Linked DNA regions of Mus musculus: region 2 is linked to region 1. A link is a contact called in public HiChIP or PLAC-seq data. All regions are on one chromosome and are shown on one strand. The core of a region is the stretch at or near the end of the contact, and the rest is flanking DNA. Distances in the headings are between cores, read along the strand shown.

What was found. HiChIP or PLAC-seq counts read pairs in DNA pulled down with a chosen protein or histone mark.
Region 2: a contact with region 1 is called in a BATF HiChIP or PLAC-seq map of CD8 T cells, with 9 read pairs. The contact joins the enhancer-like site here to the promoter of Izumo1r in region 1. A contact is called at or near these places in 2 of 39 promoter capture datasets (both in embryonic stem cells), 1 of 15 datasets of contacts at CTCF or cohesin (CD8 T cells), 1 of 484 Hi-C or Micro-C datasets (nephron progenitors), 2 of 115 datasets of contacts at active chromatin or transcription factors (CD8 T cells and embryonic stem cells) and 2 of 9 other capture datasets (adipose tissue and liver).

Annotation. Positions count from the first base shown.
Region 1 is chr9:14,900,193-14,907,278 of GRCm38.p6, forward strand. It overlaps Izumo1r (IZUMO1 receptor, JUNO), which reads right to left and starts at 3,575. Exons shown (of 5, transcript NM_022888.3): 1 at 3,521-3,575; 2 at 2,191-2,331; 3 at 1,456-1,644; 4 at 541-679; 5 at 1-432. The coding sequence starts at 2,328. The coding sequence ends at 164.
Region 2 is chr9:14,965,067-14,972,152 of GRCm38.p6, forward strand. No RefSeq gene overlaps it. Among named protein-coding and RNA genes, the nearest start is that of n-TKctt4, 10 kb to the left of the region's middle. Within about 2 kb of position 2,400, at least 13 of the 459 cell types and tissues checked have an H3K27ac peak or open chromatin away from gene starts, as enhancers often do. A contact at or near this core is called in CD8 T cells, where this site is marked.

The sequences.
Region 1 (7,086 bases), core at 2,325-4,824:
CAGCTGCCATCCAGACCAGTGGAGATGGAGCCAAGCATGGAGGGGACCCTGGGAGGCATGAGAAATTCAGGTGCCAGCCTGCCCCCAACATGAATAGCCTGAGGATGGAGATGGCCATGGCCCAGAAGGATCAGGAAATGTGGGTTGGAGAGGGAAGCAGGGATCAGGGATGGAACAACAGGCACAGAGAGAAGGCTGGGAGGGTGTAAGAGAGCTGTGGGGCTAAGGCAGAGCCGGCAAAGTGGAGGGCCACTTCCACGTTGGGGTTGCTAAGGGTGGGCTCAAACCACTTCTGCAGACACCGCCCACTGTTCCTGCGCTCGGGACTGGCCTTGAATGTGTTGTTCCAGATCTTCTCACACAGGTCATCCGGGGTGGGGAAGTGATACGAAAAAGGGAGGCAGGGCTCATGTGCGGGGCAGTGTTTCTTCTCTGTGGGGATTGAGAACGGGCTCCTAACTTTCCACTGTCCCTTCCCTTCTGAGCCCCGTGCAGCCTCACCCAGTCTGAGGGCCACAAGTGCGTAGTTAATCCACTCACCCTCACTCCAGTCCCAGCCATGGAGCCAGTTGGATTTACAAGTCAAAGATGAGTGGCAGGCTCGCCACCAGTCCTCACAATCCTCCTGGCACAGCGGCACGCCCCAAACCCGCTGCTCTTCCTGCCCGTTTGGGACCACCTGGATGCAGAAGAGAGGGGCATATTTTAATTCTTTACAATGTAAGTATTATTTCTTCTCTCCGCGTGCACGTGTTTACATTCTGTAAATGCAGGCGAATGTGTGTGCGTGCACGCATGCTAGCACCCATGCCTCTCTCTGCAGAGCCCAGGGAACAACCTCAAGTATTGGTCTTCAGGCACCATCCACATTGGTTCGGATTTTCTCTTTGGCCTAGACCTGACCAAGCAGGCTAGGCTGGCTGGCAAGCAAGCTCCTGGGACCCACCTGTCTCTGCCTCTGCAGTGCTGGGATTATAGCAACATACCTCCACATCTGGCTTTTTTTTTTTTTTTAAATAAGGATTGAACTAAGGTCCTCATGCATAGTGATAAGCACTTCACTGACTAAGCTATCTCTCAGCCCTAGGCATCATCATCGGCATCATCATCATCATCATCAATTATTGGATAAATGAGAACCGTGAGGCAGAGCAGCTCATTGGTCCCAGGCCTTACAGTTAGTAAGTACAGGAGATAGAATTCACACTCAGATTCATCTCATTCCACCCTGCCTTATCCTACTGGCCCTCATCAGACAGTGTCTGTCATGTTATCATGCAGGGACAGAGGCATTTTAGCTTCCTTTTCATCCCTGTCTCCAGCAGAGACCTCTGGCTCTGCTCTTATCCCTAGAGGGGCAGCATCTCCTGTTCCTACTTGCCTCCTGTAGATGCCAGCCTAGGATTGAATGGAAGGGTGTTGCATGAGTCTGCCTCCTGTCTCCTATGTCCTCACCGGCTGGATCCAAGGCCCCAGGTTGGGGGAACACTCATGGAAGCAGATGGCCTGGATGAAGTGCTTGCGACAGGCCGGGGTCAGCAGTCCACAGTGCATCATGCTGAAGTTAAAGAGCAAGGGCTCCTCAAGGTGGGCTTCCCAACTTGTGGAACGTGTGCAGCAGGCATTGTCCTCCCAAGGCCTGCACTGAGGTGGGGGCAGAAGGGCGTCAGGAGAGGGGATATGAGCACCTCTCTAGAGGAGGAACTCTAGTATCTGAAGAATGAGGCGCACCTGACCATTGACCTCCCTCCCCTCTGCCTTCTTGCCACAAAGTATAGCTTCCAGGTGTCTGCTCCAGGGGGTGGGGGTGGGGCAATAAATCCAGGAAAGCAAATAGAAAGATTCAGGAACCTGGGTGGTTATCACGGGTGGGAGGAGCTTCTCGTTGGAATGTTCCTCCTCCCACAGCCTTTAGGAAACTGACAAGGAGACAAATTAAGGTCTGTCTCGCCAGCGCATGTTGGCAGGGAGGCTTGCTCTGACCCACGGTTAGCTAGCATAGCCTCTGGGATCACCACATGACCTGTTTCCCAAGCGGCCAGAACAGCTTAGTGGCAAAGCCCTAGATGGACCCCAAATTAAGGATCTAAATGATTAGGGGTGGTGGGGTACAGAGACCACCTGGTCTGTATTTCTTCTCAAATAATCCTAAGAAGCTGCCCTAGCCCCTGGGCCAGCGCTGCTCTGTACCTCCTGGTAGAGTTCGTCTTCTGGGCCAGGTTCTTGCTTGTGGCGCTTGGAATTCATGCAGACGCTGAGCAGTTTGTCCCCTGCCAAGGTGGGTAGGACTGCCCACAACCCCAAGAGGATCTGCCACCACTGTGCCATGACCTGCCACAGAGAGAAGCCCATGGTAAAGAGAACCTAGTCTTCTGAAAGACCAGGAAGGTAACACCCACCCCACTCCTGCCAACCACCAGGCACTGAAGAGGGAGGAGGGGCTCCAAGGCTTCCTTAGGTTGCTGAAATATTCTGGCTGCTCCTAGAACCTTCTGTGTAGAGCAGCATCACAGAATGTAGAGTAAGACTTGGATCTGGCACTCATTACAAACCATTGCAGGAATGTAGAAAGCAAACTGACCAACAGGGGAAAAGAGAAGAAAAAGAAAAACAAACAAACAAACAAACAGCAGCTCTGAAGAGGAGGCCAGGCAAGGAATGGATCTAAGCTGCTCACTTAGATACAGTTTGCTAGTTTGGTAATAATATGGATTCGAAGTTTAGAGCTTTAATCCCAGCCCACAGCCAGCCTCTTGGCCAAGTAACCAATTCCCAGTAAACAGATTCTCCTTATGGCAAAAGAACATGGTGGGGTGGGATGTCAAAGCCAGCTTTATCCATCACATGCCAACCCTAGTTCTATTCCCTAGGAAGGGTCCACACCAGCTCCTCAGAGTAGTTCATCCCCACCCTGACCCTTCAACCAATGAGCTTTCCTTAGCTCATTTCAACCAACCCCAGTCTATCTCAGAGACACCCTATGTGTCAGGCTGTAACAGACAGCCTAAGACCCCTGCTGGCCTCTCAGGGCTAGGGGCTGAGGAGACTTCCACCTTTAAGCCCTCATCCTAGCACAGGAACACGAAGGCTGGCTTGTACCTTGGTGTTTGCTGATACATTTCCAGTTCTCTTCTGGGTTGTACTGGCAATGGGGGGCGGTGGTGGAGAGGCTGGACAGAGAGATCGCCCCTCTGCTAGAACAAGGGCAAACCCGGCTTCAGGAGGGCTCCAGTCAGTCCTCACTGCCAGGACTTCATGGGTCTTACGTCACCTAGGCTTGCTGGGAGCCTGCCCTACACATCAGCAGTTTAGCCGGAGTAGTAGTCTACCTCAGGATGTCTGAGATGTGACTTAGAGACCCAGACTCTTCTGCAGAACCCATCCTGAACTCCAAACCCAAGACTGTTCTTCCACAGAGCCAGCTCCAAGTTTGCACAAAGAACAACTATTCTGAAAGACCGGGAAGGTAAGATGAAGAGAGGAAAGACACCAGCCCCCTCAGCATTGTCTTCAGATGTACCTTCAAGGCAGGGCCCTCCTGTTGCTCCTCCTGATGCCAAAGAGGTGAGCGGGCTGAGGGCGCTCCACCCACTGCCCTTTTATCAGCCTTCAGCTTCTATGAGCTACAGGTGTGGAGAGCCGCCAGTAGCTAGACCTGAGTAGCCTGCCTCCAAGAGAGAGAGAGAAACAAGACCTTGTGGTACCAGAGATCCCTGAAGTGGGTGGCAAGTTCAACTCTCAGCACTGCTTCTAACCTGTGAGAACTTGGAAATAACTTAGATTCTATCAGTCTGTTGCTCTGTAATGAGAGCTGTTGGCAGAATCTGTCCGGCGGGGTGGGGGGTGGGGGTGGGGTGAGAGGGATCATGAAAAGTTCACAGCCCAGGGATGTCTTAACAGTCCTTCATCTTTTGTTCTCAGAAGCTTCCTCGGGTCCCTTCCTCTGCTCAGACCCCTGGGGCCTCTGAGTAACAGAATCCTCCCACAGCATCCGGGTCTAGCTTAGCAGCACGCAGGTGCACAGACAGGCAGCTTGGCCAGCCAAGAATTTAAGCAACAATCAAAGCTGAAACAAAAGCCGCCCCTCAGGGCCACCAGGGGCAGCCTGCATTTGCACCCTGTGCCTGGTCTGATCGCTGCTCCAAAGGTCCCATTGGAGGTGATGCCCATAACTTTGCTTGTCTTTTATGTTCTGTCTCCAAAGGAAAAGTAGCCAAAAATCACTGAAATTTCATACAAAAAGTAGTAAATAAATAAAAACATTCCTTGTGATTTCCACCAAGGAAGACAAAGTACAGCACACGGTGTTCAGCTGCCAGTCAATGTACAAAGCACATTGATTTTGTGCAGGGAAAATAGCAGTTTCCATGCGTGGGTATGGAGTACTGAACATCCACGAGGACTAGTCACGGGGCTGGAGGCTAGGGCACTGGTACACAGTCTGGCTTACTGCCTGCAAGAATACCCCAAATGAGCACTCTCTTTTGTAGGGGATACTGAGGCTCGGACAGAGGTTGATGGAGCTAGAATCTGAGAAAGGCTTGTTTGACTCCATATTTAATGCTTATGAACCAGGTGAGGGGGATGCCCCCAGGACTGAGGGGTAGAAACTATCCAGATCTTTAAAAAAATTAAACGTCACAGTCAGACTTTGGGGGTGGGGGTGTGTTGGCTTTTCCGGAACAGAGCAGTAATGGTTATCAGCCCAACTTGCATGTCTGGTCTTCAACAGAGCTGAGACTCATTTCCTGAAGCCAGAGGCCAAATGGAAAGGCATTTCTGCTTCGAGGGTCTCTTTTGTATCGGTGTCCACAGGGACAGCAGAGGCAGGTACTCACGTCTGTCCTGTATAGACACCCAGGGAGCAACAAGTCTTGACAAGTAAGCGTTTTGGAACTGAACATTAAATTTAAAATGACTGTGGATGTGGCAAGAGCAAGAATCCAAAAATGAGTCACACGAGTCATTACTGGAATGGAAAAATGTCCTCCACAAGGAGGGAGAGAGATAAGGAGGACTCTCTTAGCCACCTCCAGGACAGAGCTATAGGAATTGTGTCAAAATTGCAGCCAGCATGGATGCAGGTGCAGTGGGGGAGGGGTGATTGCAGAGAGCTCCAGGCCAAGCATCTGTCCCTAGAGAAGTGCTGTGAGGCCCTTGAACAGAGCTCATTTTGCCTTATTTTGTCCCAGTCTTCCAGAGAAATCTGTTTTCCGATTGAAGGCTGCTAAATCAGGGCTGGCTGTGGATGGAGCCACTCAAGCAGCCGAAAACAGCAACAGATTAAAGACCAGGGGAAGAGGGGCAGGCAGTTAAAGGCATTCTGAAGGGGGAGGGAGGGGCAGTGAATGGGGTGACCTGAAGTGACAGGGATGCTGGATGGTGATGCCTGTCCTGTCTTCCCACCGTTTGGGTTATCAGGTCATCCAAAGCAATGCATTTGAAGACAAACAAAAAACAAAAAAGCTAGGACACCCCAGGGTATCTGAAGTCTGCAGCCAGTGCCAAGGCCTGACAGGAACTCTTCTTCTCAAGTATCCTCCTTACCCCCTGAATAATTAAACTCCCTTGCAAGTTTGTAGCTCTGGCAGAGGGCAGCGTGCCTCTCACTCTGGATGGTTCAATCTAATGTGAGGTGTTGTTGGCTTAAGCTCCTGTTCTTCCTGCAGCAGGGGTAGTGCTCAGAGACTCCAACCAGGCTCCCTGGTTCCCTCCAAGGCAATATCCATGCAACAGTCAAAACGGTAAAACTTCCCAGGGCGTTACTCTAACATCTGCCAACATCGGGAAAGTTGAGAGAACTTCACAGTGGATACTCATCTCCAATTTGATTTTATACGTTCTGTTTTGTGTTTTATGTTAGTTTGAGCCAACCATCCATCTCTTTCTTGAGGAATCTGTCCCCTGAGCTTCTCAAAGCAGGAAATCAGTGCACTTCCAAGTAATTCAAACACATCGTTAGCCAGATAATATCTGTCATGATTTAAAAAAAAAATCCAGAATGATCCTTTAAAAACATAAAGATGGTTGCCAGATGTTCACATTTAAAATCTTTGTATACATTTAAGTAACTGTTCATGGTTTGTGGGCTTAAATTGTTTTAATTTCATGTACATTGCTGTTTAGTATGTCTATGTGAGGGTGTCACATCTCTGGAACAGGAGTTTTAGACAGTTGTGAGCTGCCATGTGGATGCTGGGAATTGAACCCAGGTCCTCTGGAAGAGCAGCCAGTGCTCTTAACCACTGACCATATCTCCAGGTCCTCACAGGCCCTATTTAATCTAGTATCCATTTATTTCTCTGTTCTAATCTGAGGTCCATTTTTTCCTATTCTGAATTAATTGTTTGTGTGTGTGTGTGTGATGGAGTGGGCATTTGTGCCATAGACTATGTATCCAGTCAGAGGACAACTTTATAAAATCACTTCTCTCCTTTCACCTACCCTTGCTTTCACAGACAGAACTCAGCTCCTTCCTTTTGCGTGCACTGCAGAGCATTTGACTCTCGAAAATCTGTAACTGCCCTGCTCCCAAAACGTGGCTCCTTGGCAAGGTTTACTCTCTCACAGTCCACTCGCCCTCAGCCTCAGTGTCTAGGGACTCCTACTCGGTTCTGGTTCCCAGAAGGGACTGCTTGCCCCTGCCCACGAGGGATGAAGCTCCTTGGTGTGGGGAGATGCTCTCTTGGGTCTGATGTTATAGCTTTGTTCCCACCGCTGCCTTTTGCCCCATGAGCACCTGTCAGTCTCCCTCAGCCTCCCTTCTGTACACAGTTCAGGCAGACACATGCCCGAGCAAGAGTCTCATGTTATGTGCCTTTAGAAAGCAGCAACACTGGTCCAGACAGCTCCCCAGTTTACTATGACCTAGCCCACCTCTCTTCTATTCTCTCCCTTTCTTTCCCATCCTCCTCCTCTCAGACATCTTTCTCCCATCTTTAAAAGTATTTCTTGTCTCCTCCCATTCTCTTATCCTTTTCCTTATATAATTCAAACCATGAGAGAACTTATTTTGAAAGGACAACATAAACCCTATTTTTCTCCATTTAAGGATCAGATCTGATTTTAAAAAGAAGGCCACAGGCA
Region 2 (7,086 bases), core at 1,150-3,649, 64 kb after region 1:
CATCTGTAAGGCTATTCTGTGGCCCTAAGCTAAAAGCTGATCACACTGTGTCCTCAGGGCACATAGCATATATAGCTAAGGATTCAGCTGTTCACTCATATCTCACTTTGAGCACTCTTTTCCACCTAGAGTACCCAAGGGCTAGTGCAGAGCAGGTAGGGCCCTTCTCATTGCTTGTTGAATGCACAAAATTTAACAGAAGCCACCAGAATGCACAGTGGAGTTATGGCCCCAAGGATGTGAGCAGTGCCATAGTCTCCTGCATCCCACCCTAACCAAACATGCATTTTAAGTTTTAATTAAATGTGTATGTATAGACACATGAGTACAGGTGTCTATGCAGGTCAAAGGGATTGTTGGATCTCTGGAGCTAGAGTTACAGGTGGTTGTAAGCTGCCCATAGTGGATGATACTTGTCTCTGCAAGAGCAGTATGCACTCTCAACCAATGAGTCATCTCTCCATCCCTCAAAGTGCATTTTAAACAGAGATGAAAAAGAAAATGCCAAGTGTTGGTTGGCACAATCTCTCTACCAACCACATCTCCTAAAGCTAAACACATGTGGTCTGGGACCAGCAATTTCACTCCTGCATATATGGTAGTAACTGGATGCCTGTTCACCACATGGCATGTTCTAGAATGCTGAAAGCAGTACTATTTTCAGTAGCCCCAAACTGGGAACTACCCAAATGTTCATCAGGAATGGAATATATGATTTGTGGTATAAATTATATGTGCAGCACCTGCAATGTGAGTCTCCAACCAGAAGTAGAAATGAGCAAAGTTTGGCTACACACAACAACACAGATGGACTTTTCATTGGAACATGAGCCCAGGCAGGTAGACACCAAAGGGCGGGCAGTGCTTGAGAACAAAGTGGGAACACTGGAGCAAGGATGGTGATCACACGAGAGGTGGGGGCAACTGAAATGGGGCCAGGCTGTTTCCTGGGGGAAGGGAAGGCCTGTTCTGGCCATGACAGTTGGTTACAAGGATATATTTGTAGACACTGAGTCAAAATGACCATGTATTCATTTTTTCTCTAAGTGTACTATATTTTGAAAAGAAATATTTTTAAAACAGGCTCATTACAATGAGGTCATTCAGTAAGGCAGAGTGGGATGGGAACAACAGTGACCAGAGGCCCATGAGCAGCAGCAAGAGTTTTAAGCATCCACATTACCACCCTTATACTATGCAACCCCACTTGACAAAGGAAGATGCTGAGGCCAGGTTTGAATGCTTGGCATCACCTTGCCCTCAGTATCTTGCTGTTGTACATCCAACTTTCTGTCTGTGTGTCACAGTAGCTTCTGTATACTGGTCTCTGGACTTTTTGCCTAAGATGTGCAGATATTGCTTTCTCTGCTGGGACCTTTCTTCTTCTAAGCCTGTGTCCTTCCATTCATTGTTTCCTCTGCTCTGACGCTCAGGCCCTTCATGATAGACACACTCATCTATGCTATCTCAAATGTAAGTGCAGTGAGGGCAGTGACCAGGTCTGTGGCTATTTGCCTCTATTGTTTCCTATTATTTGCCTAGCAACACATAGGAAACACAAAATACTTCATAAATCTTTTAAATGGCTACAATGAACAATTACTAGGCTGTCCAGTGGAACAAAATTCCAAACAAGAAGTATATATAAATGATGCAACCATTTACTATAGTTCCAGCTAACTTAGTACAGTTGCCGCCTGTTCTTCAAAGCCAGGCAGAGCTCTTTTCTTAATTCACACTCAGCCTTTGTATTAAAAATACATTTAAACACCTGGGGATACTCTCAGTGCTGTCTCCAGCCTGTTTCTTCTTCTCTATGATTTCTTACTTGAGTAGGAAAGAAGGCTTTGAGTTGCCTGCTTAAAGGTTTTTAAGAAGAAGACGACCTTGGTTGCCCTGCCAACCTTTGTTTCTTCATTTCCTTGAGACAGAACAGGGGGGTTAAGCAGCGAGGGGAGGAAGGAAGACAGAAGCTCTCACAGGCTTGTGTGACTGCGTGTGTGCCTCCGTAATTGTGCTTTTCCAATTATTGCTTTTCCCAGAAATGGGCTGGGGTACCATACCAGAAAATTTCCTCTCCCATCTGATTGTTCAAAATACCCAGAGAAACAGGATCTTCCCCCATGCTTTCATAGCTAGGCTTCAGACTCCACGCTCTAGAGCGGCCATTCTCAACCTGTGGCTTGCAGCCCCTTTTGGGTCAAATGACATTGTCACAGGGGTCACATATCATATACCCTATATATCATATACTTATATTATGATTCATAACAGAGGCAAAAGTACAGTTATGAAGTATCAGTGACATAATTTTAAGGTGGAAGTCACCTCAACATAATCACTGTGTTAAAGGTCGCAGCATTAGGAAGGCTGAGAACCACTGCTCTAGAGGGGCCTTTTCACTCAGTGCCATCTGAGAATCTCACATGTGCATGTAATGCAGTTTTAATCAAGTGCACCCCACCCTTTACCCTCTGATTCCTTTCATATCTCCACCACTTTCCCTTCCAATCTCATGGCTTCCTATTCTGTTTGTTTGTTTTTAGCCCTCAATCCACCTAGTGCTGCCTGCAAGTGCACAGGTGCAGGATCATCTATTGGAACATGGCTGGTCCCTCCTGTCCTGAGTCTCTGAAGAAAACTTACTCTCCCCCACCTCTAGCAGCCATAGGCTAACATAAAGTGTCACATGGGAGAGCTCTTCCCTTGTCTACGATAAGACTCTGGCTGGCTTGATCCAGTGCAGTCTTGCTTGTTGAGTCACAGCCATGACCAGCTCATGTGTACAACAGCCCTGACATGTCAGGCAGATGCTGCTTCACTATCTCTGGCTCCTTAAGGTCTTTTTTTTTTCTCTGCAGTAATAACCTCTGAGCCTTGGGAAGAGAGCTTATAAAGATGTCCCATTTAGAGCTGAGCATTCCACAACTTCTTATTGTCTGCCTGTTGGTTAGTTGTGGGTGTCTGTGTTAATCTCCATCTACTATAAAAGGGGCTTCTAAGGGAATAGGGACAGTTTCTTATTATGTCCATTTAATGGAATAATAATAGTAGGTTCTACCTAGGGCTGATGATATAGCCAGCTACAGGCATTTGGTTCAGTTACTGGCACTAAGCATGAGTTTTGTCTTGTGGAACAGACTTTAAATCCAATCAGAAAGCTGTTGGTTGCTCCCATACTCAGCCAAACAATAAGATCCACAGAGACAGAAAGCACTGCCCACCGTGACTGCACACTTAGTTCTGAGTGTGAAATAAGTTCATCCTCCTCTTCCTCTTCTTCTTCCTCCCCCTCTGTTGTGCATTGGTTGTGATGCTATTTGTGTTATTCAGCTCCCAACATCACATGAGAATTTGCATGTCTGCATGTGAGGCGCTGAGGGTCCCTGCCCTCAGTTGGCTTTTATTGGTGAAATAAAGTTGCCTGCAGCCAATGGCTGGACAAGGAGACAGAGGCAGGACTTTAGATTTTCTGTCCAAGGGAGCAGGAGAAAGAGGAGTTTTTAGAATTGCCATGATGTTGGGAAGCAGAGAGATCAGACTTGAGTGAGCAGGAGAGAAAACATCCAGCCATTTAAGAGTCAGAGAAGTGGCCCAGCCTTTGAGCTGCTAGTGCATAGTAAACATAAGGTTGGGGTGGTTGTATCTTTCATTCGTAACTCCAGAGCATTTGGAAGGCATGGCAAGAAGTACTCACTGCCCGTGGGGAGTTCAGAGCAGATTAACAATATTACCGACTCAAGGACTGCCTAAGACATTGGAACATGGGTGGAGGCTAATCTAACTTAGCTATATGTCAAAATCAACCCTTAGAGACATTTATGATAAAGCAATATTGAGGGAAAGCACACAGATCCATATACCGACTAAAGCAAGGACAGATTTGGAGAATTTGTTATACAGGATGCCACGGTTCCAGGAGACTAAGACTAGGTTTCCATGAACTTTTCGCCTCAGGACTGCATCCAGGCTTTTGGGCCTGTCACGAGGGTCACTACTGGAGTGGGTCTGGCAGACTGGTAGGAGTTTGAGCTGAGAAATTGGTGGGTTTTCATGTCCTAAGCTTGGACTTTGTACCTTATAGACAAAGGATAGATCAAACATAAAAATGAGCACAGCTTGAGCTAAGGAAGAGGGTAAAGTGCTTGCTGTGTGGTTATGAAGGCCTCAGTTTGACCTGTAATCCCTGTACTGGGGAGTAGAAGACAGATAGATCCTGGACCAGCCAGTTTGGTCAAAGTTGAAGGCTCCAGGTTCTGTGAGGGAATCCTGTGTGTGTGTGTGTGTGTGTGTGTGAGAGAGAGAGAGAGAGGGAGAGAGGGAGAGAGAGGGAGAGAGAGGGAGAGAGAGAGAGAGAGAGAGAGGGAGAGAGGGAGAGAGAGGGAGAGAGAGGGAGAGAGAGAGAGAGAGAGGGAGAGAGAGGGAGAGAGAGAGAGAGAGAGAGAGAGAGAGAGAGAGAGAGAGAGAGAGAATAAATGTTTCTCTGGCAGTTAGAAGCGAAGGAATACCACAAGGTCATACTACACAGCAAACCTCACACAAGATTTACTGTGGAGAACAGAGAGGTTGCAGTGGGCTGGTGGAGAGGGGAGGAACTTATATAGGGGTTTTGGAGCATGCTCAGTGAGCTAGCTAGTAAAGGACACTCATTGAGATAGTAGAAAGTATGGGGGGCGGGGGGTGGCAGAGTCACAGGTGTGAGGATTTCCAAGTTGTGGAGCCAGGGTCAGGCACGGTCAGGGAGATTTTCCCTGGCTTGTGGTCAAGTCGGTCAGGGTCTCTTTTCTTGGTCTCTTTCCTACATTCTTCCTCTTTTTGTTTACTGTTGATAATAGGAATTGGGAAAGAGGACTATGTTATCATTAAACTGTTTCCTGCTGTATGGGGGCTTTGAAGTCCATGGGGCAAGCTTGGTCATCACTGTCAGGACATAATGGGGTTGGGAGATGTTGTTGACCTCTGCTCCCATAGTTATGAACTATGATAAAAACTGACTAAAGGTTTTGTTAGAAGTCTGTTGAAATTGTTATTGAGGAAATCTAGATAAGAAGTATTTCATACAGGGTATAATGAGTAGGATTAGGAAAAGAAGGAGAAGGGGCTTTAGGTAAGGCAGTGTCCCATTCCATACTAGCAATGATCCATTGACCAGAGGCATCGAGCTATTCTTTAAGGTTTTGGAAATGTGCCTAGAGTTTGTCGATTATGATTCATGATTGGCTGTCACGGAAGCACTGTTCCTCCCAGAGGAAGAGGCAGAGCCCTTCTTCTCTGTCGTTAATTAGATCTAATCCTCACCAATTTTGTAGCACTACAGCAGCCAATGAGTCATTTCTCCCTGGAGGCTGAGGATGGTCTGAGCCACCTGTTGGAGGTCCTGGATGAAGTGAGAGAAAAACTGATAGTGGATATTAGGGAAGTAGTCAGTCTCACTATTCCAGGGCAGTGGCAACAGTTATACCCAGGACTGCAAGAAGAGGTAGGGCATTTGTCATGCCACACTGTTATAAACAGTGATGGGGACTGGCAAAAGTTCTTTCACAAGTACCATCCTAATTTTAGAAAAATCAATGATAGGGCACAAGTCCTGGACCACCCAGAGGATAGAAAGGAAGAAACTTGAGTGGTGCAGAGGTTCAGGCATTGTGAACATTTGGACATAGGGCCTGCCTGGGTGGTAGTGCTCAGGGTACAGTCTGAGGACTCCAGGGTGCCTATAGAATGTGTCTCTAAGGAGCTAAAGCAGTGTGGGATACCAAACAGAAAAATGTGGGAGAGAAAAGGGGTTGTAGTGATATTTGAGTCAGAGCAGTTAATGAGAGACAAGATGAGAAAGTCTAATAGACCAATGGATGAGGTCACAAACTGTGGTCATGAGTTGACCTGGGAGAGACACACAACCCACACACTCCAAAGCAGCTAGGGAGAGTGTTATTTAGTAGCTGATATGCAGAGGTTAAGGTCTGGAACAAGAGATGAAGTGAGAACAGAGGTGGGTCAATCAGTGTTGTTCAAGAGGGGAGATGGTAGGGAGGTGACAGCCTTCGATGATTGAATGCCAGCTCACATCTATATTTTCTATTTTCATCTATAATTTCTCCCACATTCCTAGATGTTGGGAGACTGGGGTGTATATTCTTTGTATTTTGACTGTTCTCAGTGTGAACCTGTTAAACATAAGGTTGTATATAAGACAGTTTGCCAGTGATACTCTCCTCCCATCTGGTATCTCATGAGTCTTGAATGTAGACATGGGAGGACCCTTCTGTATGTAAAGATAAGAGGGAGAGTCAGGATGGCCCATATTTGTCCCATGGTATTTTCAGGACCCATGTGGGAAACCACTGTAAGTTTCTGACGACTTCTTACAGTAACCTTCCTTTGGTCACAGAAAAAAGAAACATGGGGGAAAGCCCTGTAGAACGAGAGATGGATAAGGGAGGTATAGGGAACAGAATCAGCCTTGGACAGCCTGCTATAGAGCAAATTCCCAGCTCTATAAGGATGGGCTATATTAGAGGGGGTTTCTTGGATGTTAAAGATCCATATGTAAGAGCTACCCTGGATACTTGGAAATAGGAAGAAAAGGAGGAGGTGGGAAGAAGTTTAGATATGAAAGATTTCAGATCATTTGTTTGTGTAGTGGCAGAAGATGTTACCATATGAGAGGATTTGAAAATGGAACATGCCATTTTGGTCATTGGGCTGTTCTTAGACCAAGAAGCTTTTAGTAACAGAGTATGGCTTCAATGAATCTGAGCCCATGGATTTAGAAAGAAAGGGTCACAGAACAGACTCTACTGAAGGGAGTTTTAGAAGCTACAACTAGCTACAACTAGGAGCTGAGAGTCTAGAAAGAAGTCTAGGGGCATACAGAGAAGCTGAGACACTTTTAGGAAGGAGCTGAGAGACAGGAAGGAGAAGGTGGCAGAAGCCCAGAAGGGCTTAAGGAAGCTGCAAAAAAGAATCCCTGCTTGACCAGAAGCCACTCTAGCTGCCAGCACTTCAGGTAGATCATCTGCCTATAGACCTCCCTCACTTTCTCACTGCCCCCCCAACACTATCCCAATCCTCTGTTCCCTTTTC